Linked DNA regions of Mus musculus: all the other regions are linked to region 4. The links are chromatin contacts, called in public Hi-C maps. All regions are on one chromosome and are shown on one strand. The core of a region is the stretch at or near the end of the contact, and the rest is flanking DNA. Distances in the headings are between cores, read along the strand shown. Region 1 overlaps Gm31409 (a long non-coding RNA gene). Region 2 has its middle 85 kb from the start of Gm31409. Region 3 has its middle 200 kb from the start of Gm31114. Region 4 overlaps Gm29478 (a long non-coding RNA gene).

Region 1 (2,895 bases), core at 377-2,876, 410 kb before region 4:
TCATGAGGAGTGTAAAAGCACGCACAGTGGAACAATATTCATTTATTTTTACGACAATGCTTAGGAAGAGAAAAAAAGGAAGTGGAATAAACCCAGAGATATGTAGTGTTATCACTTCAATGCAGGGGTGGTGAGTAAGCTAGGGTAGATGTTTAACATACAGAAAAGGGTGTGTGTGTGTGTGTGTGTGTGTGTGTGTGTGTGTGTGTGTGTGAGTGTGTTGAAATGCATGATTTTTACAGATTCTGAGTGATTTAATTAACAAGTTTATTGCTTATCAAAAATTGATTTAAATTTTATTTGAATTGCTCTTTTTCCATATTTAAAAAAATCCATAATAAATTTTTAGAATATAAAAGACATTTTTTTCTTTATGTGGGATTAACATGGTTGAAAAAATAAAAATGAATTTCAAATCTCTATAAAGAATATCAACAGTAAAAAAAGCAACCAATTAAATTATTTTATTTTTTGCAAATTGTAATTATATATATATATATATATATAACCTAAACCAAAAGTGCATTTTAATATTGATTCAATGATCAATATAAATTCAAAGAATAAGTCAATGTTACTCTGAAATCCAAGTGAGTTTTTGTGTCCTTATCATGTCAATTTGAAGTTATTATGAATGAACTGTTACATTTTTGCATACAGTATCACAATGTGAAGAAATTCAATTTGTATATTATCAAATTATTTCTAAAATTTAATATTAAAACTATTGCAAATACCTGTTTTTCTCTATACGAATATCACAAAACTTGCCACAGATCTTTGAAGAAATTATTTGGCTCCATCCTGCTTTAACAAGTGGATCTTCTTGAATAAACAATGAAAGCAATATATACCAAAAAAATTCATAAAACCTCATAACCATTGAAACATTTGATGTATGTTTTACTGCCTTTTGGTAGATATTTATTCACCCTGCATCAGATTTATTAAGCCTATATTCAGTATCCACACACTAGTATTGAAATTTCTTGGTAATAAAATTGGCCTTGACACTCATTGTGTGACCTTGAGTTTACTTACCAATCTATGACTTCATTTTTCACTCACTTTAAAAATGTATAAAAATTATATAACAATTTGCAGTTATAAGATAAATTAAATTTTACATATTAATATTCTATACAGTAATGCCCTAGTAAAAATAGCATGATCATTATTATTATCTGCCGAGAATATGAAGGGAAAAATGCCAAGTTTCTTATAAAATCTGGCTAGCTGAGTGTTCTGTGGCTAGTACATGCCAAGCACTAGACATACTGAATGCTTGCTTCAAGCCAAGTCTGGGAGAATTATGATTACAATGCAGTAGAGTAAATTAAGTGATGGTACCTTGCTTTAGTTAGTAAAGAGAGAGACACCGTTTCTAGCTTCTGCATTGACAGATTTGGTTAGTAGAAGAGAAATTATCAAAGAGGTCTTCAATTCACCTGATCTTCAAGAATAGGTGACAACCAAGGGGGAGAAGGATGATAACCGCAAGCATTGAGAATAATCTGTGCAGAAGCATCAGAGAGGATTTGAAATTCACCCCATGATACATACAATACCACCCGTATGCACATGGACTTTCATTGCAGTCAAATTTGACTTGGTCAGTTAATTTGGTATGCAAAAGGCCAGGTGTGGTTACATATGCCTATGAATCTGGGGAATAGAGGCTGTTAGACCAGGAGGTCAAGCTCAGATTGGCTACATATAAAAATGGAGGCTAGTCTGGGCTATGAGATCTTACCAAAGCAAAAGCAGAAAAAATAAACTGATACATAGATTAACCAATGGCTAGACAGTTGTGGGCATTTAAACAAATCATATGTACATTTAAAGCCAGAAACACAGTCAATAAAATGTTGTTATGTAATTTTTACAACAATAAAAATGACATGCTTATATTAAAATTACTTTCTGATGCATGTACCTATTTGATAATACCTCTCTTGCGTCATCATATCAACAACAACAAAAAAGGAACAATAGAAAAGTCATACATAAGCAAATCAAATATTAACAAAGAAAGCCAGGCATGGTGCTTCATGCTTTTAATCCCAATATCAGCGAAGCAGAGGCAGGAAAATCTCTGTGAATTCAAGGCCAGCCAGGTCTGCACTGTGAACTCCAGGCCAGCCAAGGCTGCATAATGAGACCCCAAATGTTAACAAAGAATATTAACAAAGATAGACTTCTAAAATGCACGTGAAAACTATATTTTGTTTATAGAGATCTATATTAGAAGCATTAAGTTAGAAAGTAAGTACAGAATTAAAATCAATCAGCTAAAATATCCTACCACTTGAATATAAATACCATGAAAGAAAGGAACCAACCAAGTAAGCACAAGAGTGTCCAATGAAGCTGGGCAGAGGTGGCACATGCCTTTATTCCCAGCACTTGGGAGGAAGAGCAGGAGGATTGCTGAGTTCGAGGCCAGCCTGGTCTTCAGAGTGAGCCAGGACAGCCAGGGCTATACAGAGAAACACTGTCTCAAACAACAACAACAACAACAACAAAACAAAAATCAAACAAACAAACAAAAAGAGAGTGTCCAATGAAGAGTGGAAAAAAAGAGTAGAAAAATATAAAGGAAATATGGTGCTAATTTGGGAGAAAGTATGCTTATATACTAATATTATATTTAGTAACAGGGATTATATATTAATATATTAACAGGGATTAACTATTAATTAGATGATAATAATTAAAAGATGGAAACTATGACTACAAAAATATTTAATTCAAATATTCATGAAGTAACAAAATGACTTAATTCAAAGATAGAAATGAGATGAAAGATTGGACTCTATCACAGAATAGCTTCCTCATATCCAGAATTCATAAAACTTGAAGGTTTGTCTGCTGTTAAAATTGAAAAGAAAATTA
Region 2 (3,069 bases), core at 542-3,041, 500 kb before region 4:
TCATCACCACTCTTTCCCCTTCTAGAAACATCACTGATGTTTTAGTACCATGTCTGACTTATATAAACATTTTAAGCCCAACTATGATGCTGGGGTTGTAAATTCCCAGGCTGTGAAAGTCTTCTTTGCACCGCGGTTGATGCTGTGGCAGGAAGGATAGAATAAAGAATTTTATAGTCACTTGGTGTATCCTGGGGGTGAGAGCTGGGAAGAAGCTCATATCCCTGCTCTTTTATATATATATATATATACATCTATTAAAAAAGCTAGCAGGCGAGCAAGTTCAAGAGGTCTTGGATGGAGATTACTGAGTCGGCTAGTTCCTGCAGGTGCTGACCTGCTGAGACAGGGTAGTAGGTCATAGAGTTATCCTCACCATGCTCCAAGGAGGAAACCTGCTGTGGTTAAAGGCTGTGTTCTTATTAAATATATACTGTATGGAGCGTCTGTTGTTCCTGTTAAACCCCTGCCTAGAAAAGTTGCTCGTAAACCAGAGTTACATTAATGTCTCCATAGACACCTTACATTTAAAACTATCTGACACTAACCAAATGGGTAGTTTTTATTGGTTTTTCTTTGGCACAGATGTAAACACTTGCTTTCATACAAATATGCACTATTAGGCTTTCACAAAGCTGCAATGAACTACTTTGAGACTATACCCTTGTGTACTGATGTCTGTCTTGATCAGATCTTACTTTTTCTATTAAGAACAATAGAACTGAAATCCTCCAGTTTGTAGGAAGGTCTTGATTCTTTATGCAGAAATGGGATGTGCTTTTGAAAGGAAAGCAAGAACAGCTGAACTCTTTCTTAGCACATGGAACAGGCTAAAATGGTGCAGGATAAACTGTTGACTAAATATGACTTAAGGGAGATGGTTTATTTAGAGTGACTTTAATTGAATGTGTTTCCTATCACAGGAAAATGAAAACTGCAGTGATAAATATAAAATGCTTTTAAATGGAATCACTATGTAAGCCAGAGTATGACATTGACTTACAGTAGCAGATGTTTCTGATTCCGAATTCAAGAATCAATATATTTTAACATCACTGCAAACCTCTAAGGAACTGTATGCCAATAACTGATCTAAAGATGCCCTCATTTTGCTATTTAAAATTATTATTATAAGCATAAATATTATCATAATAAAGCAAATGAATTAATATTACCTTAATATTTGTGATTTATTTACAATTTATATTTTTAAAAGACTATCACTTATAATTACTATATAGTTGCTATAAAATCTTGCTAACGTGGTGCCCTTTTTTCTTTATCCTTGGCATATGAACCATTTGCTTCTAAAATGAAGCTATTTTATCCCTTGTCATCACACAGCCATAAAAATTGCAAGCAGTCAGAGGTTAGCAATGGCTGCTCTGCAGACCCAAAGCAAAGCTTAGTAACAGATTTTCAAAGCAGTTCAAAGAGTCCAGCTTCCATCTGTGTTTGGTGAAGGATGCACAGACCTTGGGGCATCTGAGACTCAGCTTCATCTCTAACACTTGGAATAACAAAGGTGTTAGCTTTCAAAGCTGCCGTCTCCCCTCCTGGGGTGGCTCTGCAGACCCAGTTCATGGAAAGTGGGAGACTTCAGAGCAGGCATTCTCCTCCTAGACTTTGCCTCCTTCTGGGGAATCTTTGGAGGGTGTCACAATGGTGGCCTCCTAAACATGGGTTACTGCCAGTAGAGGCCATGAGCTAATGAACCTTATAAACAAATCCCTTTTTCTGATGTCTTGAGCAAATTGTCCACATAGACGCAGCCATTTCTTTTCCTCCAGATGAGTGGTGCTATTTAATCAGAAGAAAGTAGAGGGTGCTCTCTACCCACGATAAAGTGATGAATGCAGAAGGAATATCAATTTTTCCTTTGATTCAATTGCTTTTCAAAAACCAAAGCAAGGAATTGTTTTCTGGGAAAGAGCTCAAAATCTGTGTCTTTGGTATGTTTTAAATGAGTCTAAGATTCCAATGAAAACCGATCTCCAGCAAATGCATTCATACAGACATAATCTTTCTTGACTTTGTTTAATATCCCTTGTATTGGTTGTCTAGCATCTTGGCATGTTGTCTTCATGAAGATAAGGTAATGTAAATTGATACACAGTTAGCAGGCTACTATAAAATGTGTGTATTTGTGATTTTTATGATAATCTTTCTGTCTACAAAACAAGGTGGAAAAGTTAAGAAGTTGAATTCATTTGCATACAGCAATTGTTTGACTGAGTTATTCTTAGATATCAAAAGCCCTCCAAAACTATATTCTCAGTTCGCCTCAGAAAATTTAAAACAATCTCAAATTATTCCTTAATGATCTCCAAATTCTAGTAAAAATACCTTAAGTAATTTTGATAATATGTCTAAAGCATATGTGTATGAAGTATATTATCTGATAATTTACATAATAACCATCTTTTTATTTTGAAAGATAAATAAAATGGAGCTTAATATAAGAAAATGGATTCAATGACATATATAATATTTGTATATAAGGGCTATGTCCTTGCTATGTCAAGGATGGTTGTTTTTAGAAATAGCTTGTAAAAAAAGTAGCATATATATTTGTGTATATATATGCATATATACACACATATATGTGTATATATGTACAAGTAAAATATACATTTACTTAATTAAAATCACAGAAATTCTAAGTAAAAAAAGTCAATTTTACTTTCAACATCAAAATTTAAACTATCATTTCCATATGACAAACCATTTTGTCTGAAGTAAAAATAAATCTTAGGGAACAGTTAAAAATATAAGGTAAATTAAAGCAACCTATATATTTCCATGAAGACGTGAAGATGTGGTCAGCTTCTGTGTGTGAACAAGGCGGAGAGGGAGTGCAGAAGGCTTTACAGATTTCCAGTTGGAAATCATATGCAGCACTAGTTCTCCGTGTGTGTCAGCAAGAAGACGTGCACGGAGAACCAGCCAGAAGGCAGTGCTCAATTCTTAAAGCTTCTGCATGTGAAACTTTCATTTCGTTTTTCTTATTTATTTTCATAGTTCTCTTCCCTTACTGTTAATGCCTGTCCAAAAACCCAAAAATGCAAA
Region 3 (2,856 bases), core at 103-2,602, 420 kb after region 4:
AGAAAGGAATGGATTTCTTACTGGAGAGCATTTCTTTCTTAAAAGCTGGTGGGAGAGTAAAATGATCCAGATGTAGAAACCTTGTTAGAGGTCCAGGGATCTCAGATTTTGGAAATGCTTGCCTGGATATGAAAACGCAGGTTGGTTACTAGATGCGAAAGCTTAGCTCTGCCCCTTCTTTCTCTGCCAAGTATCAACAATATATTACTGCTTATTTATTCATTTTTATGATTTACTTAAGTCCTGAAAGAGAATGAATTCCTGCTATGCTTCTGTCGGCTAGTGTTGTGGTCAGATGCTGATGTTCTGAGTCCCAACCATATTAATTGCTGGATAAAGGCTGTAATCCTCCTCTTTGAAGCCCAGGCCTGATTTTTAGGCAACACTTCAAAAGGAAAACACAACGAAGGAGGCATACTTCCTACCATCTTTGAGTTGGCATGACTTACTCAGCTTGTACTGAACACATGTGCCTTACATATTTGGCTCTCCAAGCAAACAGTTCATTTAAATATTAGAAAGGAAAATAAAAGGCCGTCTGTGATTCAAAAGTCTGACCTGTAATTTCTTATGAGCTATTTTGATGGTTTAAATTGTATTTGAAATGGAAACACCAAAATCAGTCTTTTCTTACAGTAGAAAACATCTCTCCTTTTTTCCTTCCCCCTTCTCCCTTCTTTCCTCCTTCACCCTTTCCTCCCTTTCTCCCTCTCTCCTCCCCCCTCCCTCTTCTTCTACCCACCTTTTTCCTCCCATTTCCTTTCTCCCTATCTCTTATTCTCCCCTCTTATGCTGGCTTTTTCCTTTCTTACATGTTTTGGTGTAGTGTCTGATTCCACTAGGATTAATGACACAACCTACACAAATAAGACATTTCAAACGGTTTCTAATTGTTATAGCCCTTGGAAACCTTTTAAAACATAACAGTAACACCATATATTTATACAAAAGAGACAGTTAAAAAAAAACACAAAGTTTTGAAGTAAAGAAGAGTGAGGTCTAAATTTTCTGTGACTATCTGAACCAAATCACCAAAAAAACCAAAGTGAAAAATGACTCAAATGAAGTAGTGGCCAAGACAGAACTTTTGCTTGATGCCTTTCCATCTCTTGCTCCTGCTCCGGCTGTAGGGAAGTACTCATGGAGGATTTCCCAAGTGTACTAGTGTGCTATGTGTGAGAAAGATTAACAGTGTTTCAGATCAAACACGGGCCTTGCTGCATGGTCTTAGGAGATTGTCATTCACGCCATTATGGCTCATTTGCACAGGATTTTCATGCAATATGAGCCTTTGTTTTGATGGCAGTGAACAAGGCCAAGCTTCATCCCTTGTCCTAGTTAGTCAGTCTGTGGGGTATCTTGGTCCCAAAGAACTTGTCTATCGTACAAGGCAACTGTTACCTCAGTTGTGGATTGGCTGTTTCACTCCTCGACTCTCTTTCCTAGTTTTAAGGTGAAAAACTACTTAAACGTGGGTGGATAGCATAAAATTCAGACAACACCTACTTGTGCTAGATTAGATGCAGCCTAAACAGGCAGTTTTGGATACCCGATTCAAAAGAGCACATTAGGAGCCGTTTTAGTCGGGCGCTTTTCCTCCTGTGCTTTCTGCCACGCTTATTTTGATGTTAAAATAACTGGAAGAGTTGAAAAGTTATGCCTGAGCTACACTGAAAACTTTTCCTGACGAGGTATTTATGTTTTTCTTGTACTTAGTTTCACCGGCTCTGCATAGAATTACATATTTACGTATCCCAGTCATTCTTGGCCTGTTTCTTTCTGCAAGTCAAACTAGGAAGAGAGTAGGCGCTGTTGCTATTTCGTGGGTGTTTAAGAATGAAAATCAAATGTAAAAAATCTCGCTGATTATGTGACTTTAACTATAAAGGATACTGTCTTATTAATGCCAGTATATATTCCACCAGTCCGTCTGTATTTAGCTGTACCAAATCTACATGTAACAAGAAGAGATAAATCAAATGGCTTTTAAGTATGAAATTAAGTGTTAAGAGCCAACAGTGAAAACTAGATTAGAACCTAGTCACATTTGAGTTTCTGATGTGTTTTCTCAGCAAATACATTTTAAATCTGTAGCTGTCATTCAGCTTTGGCCCCGACAGACAAGGAATTGGTGAATTTTGCATAGTACTAATTCACTTTAGATATAGCAAAGCACCTATCTAATACATGAGATTTTCAAGCTTGATTTTGTACAAATATATTATCAAAATATGTATTTATAAGATATGCTGTAATCTGTTTTATCTTTGATTGCTTTAAAATTATAATAATACAAATGAAAAAACTTAAAAAGTAAATTCATATGATTTTGATACTCATGAAAATCAAAGAAATTATTTATAACATTTTGTTAATATATATAAATATATATAATAACTCTACTGACACACACACACACACACACACATATATATATATATATGTATATATATATATATATATATATATATATATATATATATGTCAGTAGAGTTATTTTTCCAGTTAGCTTTATTTCATTAATGGAAAAATGTTATATTTGTTACATGATAAGGGAACACTTCTAAATTTTAAGAGTGCATTAAAAACCATACAGAAACTAGCATGTCTAGTGAAATCACTTTAAAATATATGATTGCTTAGAAACATAGATTAAAAAAGGCAGCAACTGATTGGAACATTTTTCTCAATCTGTACTTTGTAAAGTTTCAAACACCCAAAACACTGTAGTATGGTATTGAAAATACACAGTCTCTACCCAAAATTAATTGCCTTTGTATATAGTTCATCCTTCTTTCACACAAATATAATGACATTCTTAAATTTTCAGCTTACATCTCCTGGGCACCAGGCTAT
Region 4 (3,016 bases), core at 466-2,965:
CACACTGAGTGACAATATGGGATTCCTCTCCATTGCTAACCCATATGCCAGTGAAATCACTGTATCGTCACAATGTGACACTGACTTTGAGGCTTCTGAAGGCTATTGGCTTGCTCTGAGGGTACGAGTGCCAGTCTTGGGGCTGCCTGCCTTACCTTTCATATTAGAATCCTGCTCTGTCCTCCCCTCCCATGGCTCCGCATGGCTGGAGCTGTGTTCAGCTTGGCTTCCTTCTTGTGTGTGCAGCACTGACCTTTTCTCCACAATTTTTAACTGTTCAGTTGCTATCTTTGTGAACTACCAAAGCTCCCCAACTTCTCTTTTGAAATATAATCTGGTTTTGTTATTCTAACTCTTCTTCACCAGATTAACATGGAAAAGGACTCTAGTCCACGTTCATGTTCTCTTTTCCCCTTTTGAGATGTCTGTTTTCTGTTTTACAAAGTGGTCTTGAAACCCTACGCTCAAGATAACCTCTAGCCTCAGGCTCCATACTTGTTAGAACTGGAGGACCAACCCATCCACCTAAACTTCTAGAATAACTGTGAAACTCCTTTAAGTAAGCATTTGAAAGCTTCCTAAAACAATAGCTAGATAATGAAATCCATATTTCAGAATATAAAATACTGTTACAGAATACAAAATACTGGGTTAATCATTTGTAATAAATGTCCCACTTGAAGTGGGCTATTGGTAGCAGGGAGGATTGTGAAACTGAGGAAAACTACACATCTTACTATACACATAAGAACACTATTATTCAAGTAATGAAAAGTCAACTTGAACTGAGCTTTGAAAATAAGGCTGCTGTTGAAATTTCTCCTAAAATAATACAAGTACACAAAGGGATGAGTATAATTCCTGATATATTTTTATTGAACATACCTTCTTCCCAAGGCTAATTAAACATGAAAACATAACACCAAATTTATTTTATTTGGGTAATAGATCCTTAAGCTAATACAAAGCATAAAAGCAGATTACTTTTAGTTTTCTAGCAATATTTCAGTATGCCATAGTAGTATTACCAAAATATCTCACCTGCTGAACAAATGTAGACACAACAGAATTTTAGTCTCCAAATGAAAATGTCTGTTATGCTCACAGTTTTGAACTATTTTCTTTTACATGATTGTGCATATCCAACACATGCACAGGCACAATGAAGAGGCGCCAGCAAGTCATTTAGTCATTACTGAATTTCTTATACTTTCAACAGGATGGAAATAATCACCTGTTAGTTAATCTATTTTCAAAACTCATACTATAAAGTATGTTTCAACCTTCAGAATTCTTTGTAATCACTCTACCTTTAGTTAAACAACTCATCATATATCTTGTGGCTGTGGCTTAGTGCTTAGACATCATCTCAAAAGCACACAGTGAAATAATCTAAAGCATACACAGTACAATAGTGAAAATAAAAAGGTAAGAATTTCAAATGTAAACTAAAAAATGTTCTCTCTGGAAAACGTTGAGTATTTGCAATGCCATATCAAATTTAAAACATTGTTTGCATCCATTTTTGGTGAAACAATCTTGCCTTCCATTTTTAAAATAACCTATCAGATCAAATCAAGATGTGCTAAAAGGAAAAACTCATTTCCATTTTGACAAAAATTAAGTGGTTCTAGTCTCCCCAGGGATGTCATCATCTTCTGCCAATGCACAGCTTTTAGGGTTGTGAAGGAAGTCTACAGAACCCAGCCCAGTGAGCCAAAGCCGTTGAATCAGCCCTCGTAATAATCAGTGGGATGCCGATGCCACAGCCAGGCGACACTCAGAGCCACAAAGAAAATGCACTTTGTGCCAAGAAAGAATGCAAACACGACAGTGTCTTTCAGGCATAAGGGAATTCAACAAGATGTTTTTCCTAAATTCTGTTGTTGCTATTAAAAGCCAGAATTCGGTCCCCAGCCCCACATAGACAAAGTGAATAGACTTAATAAAAATTTAAAGTAAATCCTTTCTCTTGCAAAACTGTAATTAAAGACATAGAGTTGAACAACATGATGGTGATTTTACATTTTACTAATAGCGTAGCCTACACAAATATTCCACCATGGCAATTCAACAGCAGTAGCGTGCTGTTAATTTCTGTATAAGATGGAAGATGAAGTGATTCACAGAAAATATAATTGATCATTTCTCACTGCTGCATAAATCGTATTTGTTATAAAAGTTTAAAAGCCACATTTATGCCTTAAATTATTAAAGCAAATATAATACAGAATGCTTCTACACTATATTGTTTTCCAAGGGTTATCACGGAATCTTCACCATTTATCATACATGTACTTCTGTCTTTTTTCTACTCAGGGGCACAGCATGAAAAAACTTCATTTCACATTGAAACATCACTGTGTGGAACAGTGTGATGAAATGAGACACAGGAGGAGTTATACTCCGGTAAACAGTTGGTCCACGGGAATGATAGCATTTTATGCTGAGACTGATATATCAATTTTAAGTTCTAAGAGATGACTGATCTGAAAGCCAGAGTGTCACTAGTGATGAACTATACACATGTGAAAAATTACAGGTAACGTGAGTGAGCCTGCTGAGAGGCCTCTCACCCAGGGATGTTTTACAAACCAACACAGAATGGGATGGGTCCTCCTCCCAGGATGGCTCTGATTAATTATTCTACATCACTGGTGGACAAAAAGCATTCGGTTTGTCATGGAAATATAAAATGTGTCACAAAATAAGCCAGCTTCACCATTAGAATAAATGTGCCTGGAAACGTATCTCACACTAGCATCTTTGCATGCATACATTTTATAAGAAAAAGAGAGAGCCAGGGGTTTTAGGTGGAAAACTATTTCCACACAGCAATATGAGAAAAGGATTCGTGGTACTATTTTTCTTGGCTCAAATAAAAGAAACATTACCTAGTTTTGTTTTAACCCACATTTTTAAAGTGCAAAATATTTCTCACTGTTTATATAAACTGTAGAACAATATTGAAAATATTTTCTTAATTAAAATAAGAAGCTTCAGAGTTCCTGCTGCT

What was found. A called contact is a pair of places that touch in the nucleus more often than the background predicts.
Region 1: a contact with region 4 is called in a Hi-C map of cerebellum, with 4 times the contacts expected there. The contact joins two enhancer-like sites. A contact is called at or near these places in 5 of 484 Hi-C or Micro-C datasets (brain, cerebellar granule neurons and cerebellum).
Region 2: a Hi-C map of cerebellum shows a contact between it and region 4, with 2.8 times the contacts expected there. The contact joins two enhancer-like sites. A contact is called at or near these places in 3 of 484 Hi-C or Micro-C datasets (cerebellar granule neurons and cerebellum).
Region 3: a Hi-C map of cerebellar granule neurons shows a contact between it and region 4, with 7 times the contacts expected there. The contact joins two enhancer-like sites. A contact is called at or near these places in 4 of 484 Hi-C or Micro-C datasets (cerebellar granule neurons and cerebellum).

The regions. Positions count from the first base shown.
Region 1 is chr9:91,955,817-91,958,711 of GRCm38.p6, reverse strand. The region is part of intron 1 of Gm31409 (a long non-coding RNA gene); the gene reads left to right. Among named protein-coding and RNA genes, the nearest start is that of Gm31409, 3.9 kb to the left of the region's middle. Within about 2 kb of position 1,626, at least 2 of the 459 cell types and tissues checked have an H3K27ac peak or open chromatin away from gene starts, as enhancers often do. A contact at or near this core is called in cerebellar granule neurons and cerebellum, where this site is marked.
Region 2 is chr9:92,044,298-92,047,366 of GRCm38.p6, reverse strand. No RefSeq gene overlaps it. Among named protein-coding and RNA genes, the nearest start is that of Gm31409, 85 kb to the right of the region's middle. Within about 2 kb of position 1,791, at least 6 of the 459 cell types and tissues checked have an H3K27ac peak or open chromatin away from gene starts, as enhancers often do. A contact at or near this core is called in cerebellar granule neurons and cerebellum, where this site is marked.
Region 3 is chr9:91,129,032-91,131,887 of GRCm38.p6, reverse strand. No RefSeq gene overlaps it. Among named protein-coding and RNA genes, the nearest start is that of Gm31114, 200 kb to the right of the region's middle. Within about 2 kb of position 1,352, at least 6 of the 459 cell types and tissues checked have an H3K27ac peak or open chromatin away from gene starts, as enhancers often do. A contact at or near this core is called in cerebellar granule neurons and cerebellum, where this site is marked.
Region 4 is chr9:91,544,315-91,547,330 of GRCm38.p6, reverse strand. All of the region lies in intron 2 of Gm29478 (a long non-coding RNA gene), which reads right to left. Among named protein-coding and RNA genes, the nearest start is that of Gm29478, 140 kb to the right of the region's middle. Within about 2 kb of position 1,715, at least 3 of the 459 cell types and tissues checked have an H3K27ac peak or open chromatin away from gene starts, as enhancers often do. A contact at or near this core is called in cerebellar granule neurons and cerebellum, where this site is marked.